Linked DNA regions of Arabidopsis thaliana: region 1 is linked to region 2. A link is a contact called in public ChIA-PET data. All regions are on one chromosome and are shown on one strand. The core of a region is the stretch at or near the end of the contact, and the rest is flanking DNA. Distances in the headings are between cores, read along the strand shown. Region 1 holds the start of AT1G56020 (serine/arginine repetitive matrix-like protein). Region 2 holds the start of AT1G55917.

Region 1 (3,005 bases), core at 403-2,902, 40 kb before region 2:
CAAAGAAAACTTCAGTTTACAAAACGACCCAGTAAAAACAAATGCGTTAAGATTCCCCCTAAAATCATAGCGGTTAACCTGCTGACTAAACCGGTTTACTTCTCTAATTGTTCGAATTTCGGTTCAAGCCTGGTTCGATTAATCCGGTTCTTGCTTCCGTTGCTCTGTAACTGAGATTTGTTCCCCGGAGACGGAGAAGAAGAAGACGATGAAGACGAAGATGAGAAAAGCTGGCCAAAGAAAAGCCCTGATTTCAGAGAACAAACCGGAACATTAAGCACCGGCGTGATTCTGACATTAGCAGAGTACGATCTAGGCATTCCATGGTGCTGCTTCATTCTAGGTCCACCGGTGAAGCTTCCGGGACTACTCGAGCTTCTTTCAAGTCCATGAAACACGATTTTACCGGAGGCGTTGAGTCTCGGACTATCCGCCGTCACGGTGAGACCCCGAGATTCGATACACGCCGACGATGATGATGATCCGTCAACGGAAGGCGTCGACGGTGGATGATTCCGTCTTGGTTTGGCTAATCTGATTCTTGGTTGGTTAAGGTTTCGTGAATGAGTCCGCGACGGAGCAAAGGGATTCGCACTTGGTTTATCGAGGTCAAGCGAGAGTCTTGGAAGATCATCGATCTCGTGGCTAGAGGAAGACGATGAAGAGAGTGAGAGACGTGAAGATGCGACTGAGATTGATTCGGAGATATCTGATTCTTTTTGCAACGGCGACGATGCGGCGGTAGAAGATTTAGATCCCCGGTGAAGAAATTGCTTAAACGATGACGTTTTGGGGTTTGTGGATGAAGAAGAAGAAGAAGCTTTAATAGATTCTTCTTGTTCCTTGGCGTTGACGAGTCTCTTGAGACCTAAAAGCTCTCTCCATCGAGTCGTACAACGAGGAGCTTTAGGAGAGAAGAGGTCAGAGATCTCCATCTCAAGTCTCCGGCATGATTTCAGAACCTCTGGTGATCCTCTTGGTTCGGTGGTAGTTGTGTTGACTGTCGTTGACGTCGTCGTCGTCGTCGTCTTAGGGCCAGAGAACTTCAAAGGTACGAGCTTTCCGTCGGAGAAGAGCTCATCGGCAGAGAGCATTGTGACCGGATCCTCAAGGCAAAACTCGAAATCCACAACTGGATCTTGGATTTCCGGTAATGGGTCAGATTGTTGCTTGTCAACGGAGGAAGAGCGTCTGTTGTCGTCTCTGGTTAAAGACATCCGAGGGCTCGTCCATCCGTACGACGAGAACTTCTCCGGCGAAACACCGGCACTTTTAACGCAAGCGGAAGCCATTAAGTTTGTGTGTTGGACTTGTTGATAGGAGAAAAAAGAAGAATCTTTGGAGCATTTGCCGGCAAAGAACTATGTTAAGAGTTAGGGAGAGAAGTGGGAGTGACAGAGACAAGCATTATATACACAGCTCACTCTCAGGTACACCGTACACACTTGTTTCATTTACCGGAACCATTCGGGTCGGTTGTTTTTAATGGGCCGGGTTCACCTATCTTATGGGCTCAGTATTATTTGACCCTTTTTTTGTTGTCAATGCTTGTGTTATTGATAGAGTGAATGACTGAATGTTATGAAATTTAGATCTGGTTCGTGTGAGTATTTATTTTTATAAGTTTTTTTTTTGTTATTATGTGAATCGAGTATTATTTTTTCTCATTATGGTCACCTACCAACCAATAATTGAGTCTGATCATAGGCACACGTTTCGTGTATTCATGCATATAAGCATTGTTTTCTTTCACCAAAAACAATCCCTCTTTGATTAAGAAAAATATGGTTTACATCCATAGCTAATCAATATGAGAACACAAATCTTTTTTTATAAGAAACGATAACGTTACAATTCTAGCATTTCAAAGCAGAAAATATGTTCTGTCTTAAAATAAAATAACTAGAATTGCAAAAGCTTAAGATCAAAGAGCTTAGCGGCAAGAGCGGATCAATCTTTATATTATGATACCATTCTAGGCAACTCTTGTTGAGTTTCCGATAAATGGTGAGCAATATAGATTAACATACGTATTGCATGCCCATATTATGCTTTCTAATTTGAGATGAAGCCGATACGAGACAAAATCTACGAATAAGCAATATATACATATTTATAACAAATCTTCATAAAACTTTATATAAGTATGCATTACACATTTCATTGGTGTAACCTGAAAATGCAATTCTTAGTCAAATTTGATAAAAATAATTAAGAGATACGATATACAGATAAATTGTTAATAGTTAATACTGTCTTTTGGAACCTAGCTAGCTCCTTTCCACAACGATAAAAGATTCCAAATCACATTCTATATAATTATGTTGTCATATATGATATATAAATTATCATAAGGTTGTGTCATATTGTGGGTATTGGATATTACTATTCTTCAATCGAATATGTAAAATCTATGTCAAGGAAATATCGGAAGGGACTCTTGGAGTGACTTGCTATCTAACATAAAATCTATATCTCACCCACCGGTCGAATATTTGTCTTGATTCAAAATTTAATCTTGGACATACATTAATAATAGCATATGCATGGCCTAGATTGCGATGTAACCATGCTCTACATAATAATAATGATAAAATTTTATAAATCATTTCAATTACAAAATATACATTTAAAATATATATAGTTGAATGATACTTTACCTAATACGATATTAAGATGTATTTTCTCTTATTGTTCGAAGGCATATCCGAATAAAATTTTGGCATGCACTGTCTTTTCCTACGGTGATAAGCCTTGATCCGTTAGAACCCTCAGCCGAAATAAACTTATCAAAAAAACAAAAACAATAATTCGTATGCATGGGCTAAAACATACAATATTGTATCATAATGGAATGCACAATACCGCACATAATCCAAGAACTTTGGTTCTATCCAATCGAACGGAGAGGAACTATAACTCCGATCAAAGTACAGTTGAAATTAAATAGAAACTCAAATAGCTTTTGTCTCTATCCAATATTATCAAAAAGTTAATAGAATCGA
Region 2 (2,820 bases), core at 211-2,710:
CAATACTATAGTAATGATGCTTTGTTCTGCCTCGTCCTTTAGTCTTCTTTCTAGTTTACGATGACTCATAATTACTTCTTCTGTGAGATTTTCCCATTTCTCCACCTTCCACGACTCCGGCGACGAAAGTAACCATTAGAAAACTATTGTTGGCGTGAGTTGGTTATACATGGCCCATTTAACAGTCCACTTTAAGGCCCAATTCACAATCCATGTTATTAACAAATATATTAATCCATAAAAGTGTACACATTCTTGATTCGCCTCGAGATAAACTAATCTCTAGTTTCTTCTTAAAGATCGATGAGCTTGATTTCAAGACTTGTTTGATTAGTACATAGTAAAATATTAAGAAATAGACAAGACTTGTTTCATCATCATCAGTTACAAGAAAGAAAGAAATACACATTTGTGTTAAATCACATAATCAGACCACTCGGTTAAATACGATGTCTGGTCCATAGTCAGACAAGGAATCTTATCATGTTTTCTCGGATTCTCTTTCCCACCAATCAACCTCGCCGGATTTCCAACCGCCGTCGTACGCGCCGGCACATCCTTAACCACCACCGACCCTGATCCAATCTTAGCTCCCTCACCGATTGTTATATTCCCCAATATACAACTCCCAGCTCCAATCAACACACCATCACCAATCTTCGGATGCCGATCACCACTCTGTTTCCCTGTTCCTCCCAAGGTCACTCCGTGTAGAATCGAAACATTGTCTCCAACCACCGCCGTCTCTCCGATCACCACGCCCGTCGCATGGTCTAAAAGAATCCCTTTTCCGATCTTCGCTCCGGGATGAATATCGACGGCGAAAGATTCTGATACTCTGTTTTGGATCAATAAAGCTACGATTTTTCTGTTCTGTTTCCAGAGGGTATGAGCTATTCGATGAGCTTGACAAGCGAGGAAGCCTTTGAAGCCCAAGAAGCAATGAACGTAGCTTATACAAGCTGGGTCTCTTTCTTTGACTGCTATAAGATCTTGCTTCGTGGATTCGATGATCTCAGGGCTTTCTTCTAAAACGCTTATGAACAGTTCGAAGAGTGTGTTGCTTGGTAGGTTTAAATTGCTGAGCTTTACGGAGAGGATGTGAGCTAAAGCAGACTCTAAAGATCGATGAGATGTGATCGAAGCGTAGTAGTAGTTTGATAAAATGGGTTCTTGTTTAACATCGGATTTGGCTTCTTCAAGCATCTTGATCCAGACATCATCGTCATCTTCGATTTGGGTGTGGTGAATCTTCCGGTTTACAGAGAAACCGGGTCGAAAGAAATTCTTGATGCAACAGAACCGGGAATCATCGTCTTGGGTATTACCGGTTCGGCATGTGTCTATGCATGTTGCCATGGTTTATGATTTGGAAGAAGAAAGAGTTTGAGATAAAGAAGAGAAGAGAGAATGGTTGTTGAGTGAAGAAGATGAACATAGCTTATATACACAGAGAGAGATGGCGGCGACCTTTGACTCTGACCCAAAAAAATCTCAAAAAGTAATTACAGTTTAATTAGCGCTCTCTAAATATTTTATTCTTTAATTATACACATTTTTCTGCAGATTAAGGAGGTAATGAATTATATAGTAAGTGAGATTAATATATATTTTTTTCCATACACAATTTTATTTTGGAAATGGTTTTATGTTTTTAATTTTATGATTTATTGTCCAGACAATTACGATGTTTACAATTTTGTATTTATTTTTGCATGATTAGTCTGCTTATCTACACATATCTAAGGGTCATTAGCCATCACATGTTTTTAGTGCCACCAACTTTTTCATAACAATAACATCAACTACTTATTATCTAGCTATTTTGTATGATATGTAATATAATTTTTTTTTTTTTGTTGGGTTGTAGAATTTAGAAGGCACTTGTAGTAAAATGGTTATAATTTCCAAATAATGGGGGGAAAAACCAAGAAAATTGGATCTATTATTAAAGTTGCCAAAAGGAGGAGGTTTTCAAAAGGAGGAGGTTTTCAAAGAAAGGTGACGTTAGTAATGACGTAAGTCTAAAGTTACGTGAAGCAGTCGCCCTTTGACTTTAACTCCTTATTTTCAAGGTTGTCTGAATCTAATCATTTTTTCACACTTTAATAATCTAATGCTAATACATGATTAATTTATACATAATTTAACTTGGAACTTTTTTACTCATTAATAATTTGATAACTACGTACGTGTTATTGACTGTTAGTCATAATAGAGTGAGTTTAGTTTACTCTACACACTCCATTTGTGTATATCTTTTTTTCGCGTATGGAAATTGTGAAAGCTACATTATGGTTGAAGATATCTCTATTCAGTACTCAATACTCAATAATGAAACTTGTGTAACTTTTATGATAATCAAATTATTCAATTGGGCAACGTAGATTACGTGACATTGTCATTTGCCTAATATTGTCCTTTGTGCACACCTTTATGTTGATGGATGGATTCAAATAAATAAAATTATCCGTTTTTCTTACTGCAAATAAGTTATCTTATCTTAGTTGGAATTTTGGATGTTTTGAAATGAGAAAACAACAACAATAAAATTCAAAAATATTAAACTTTTTTTTTTAAATGGCAGTAGAATAGTGGTGTCCATTGTTTGAGGACCCAATCTTTCGTTATCATTGTCCCTTATTAGGGTTTCTTTCAATTTTCAACCAGTAGTCAAGTAGATTTGGCTCTTCAAAATCATGAAAACACAAAATACTATTCAGTTAGAGAATTCGATTTGGTTCACAAAGAATATATGAACTTTCCCTTTCGAGTTACACAATTTTTTGGTTTCTAAAATTTATATTGAAAAATGTCGAA

What was found. ChIA-PET counts read pairs in DNA pulled down with a chosen protein or histone mark.
Region 1: a contact with region 2 is called in an H3K4me3 ChIA-PET map of shoot, with 10 read pairs. The contact joins the promoter of AT1G56020 here to the promoter of AT1G55917 in region 2. A contact is called at or near these places in 1 of 26 Hi-C or Micro-C datasets (root) and 1 of 2 datasets of contacts at active chromatin or transcription factors (shoot).

What each region holds. Positions count from the first base shown.
Region 1 is chr1:20,950,503-20,953,507 of TAIR10.1, reverse strand. It overlaps AT1G56020 (serine/arginine repetitive matrix-like protein), which reads right to left and starts at 1,652. Exons shown (of 1, transcript NM_104480.4): 1 at 1-1,652. The coding sequence starts at 1,292. The coding sequence ends at 96.
Region 2 is chr1:20,910,917-20,913,736 of TAIR10.1, reverse strand. It overlaps AT1G55917, which reads left to right and starts at 1,460. Exons shown (of 7, transcript NM_001333746.1): 1 at 1,460-1,501; 2 at 1,567-1,575; 3 at 1,679-1,689; 4 at 1,724-1,748; 5 at 1,871-1,897; 6 at 1,955-2,001; 7 at 2,588-2,612. The coding sequence starts at 1,460. The coding sequence ends at 2,612. SERAT2;1 (serine acetyltransferase 2;1) reads right to left here and starts at 1,621. Exons shown (of 1, transcript NM_104470.3): 1 at 172-1,621. The coding sequence starts at 1,359. The coding sequence ends at 415.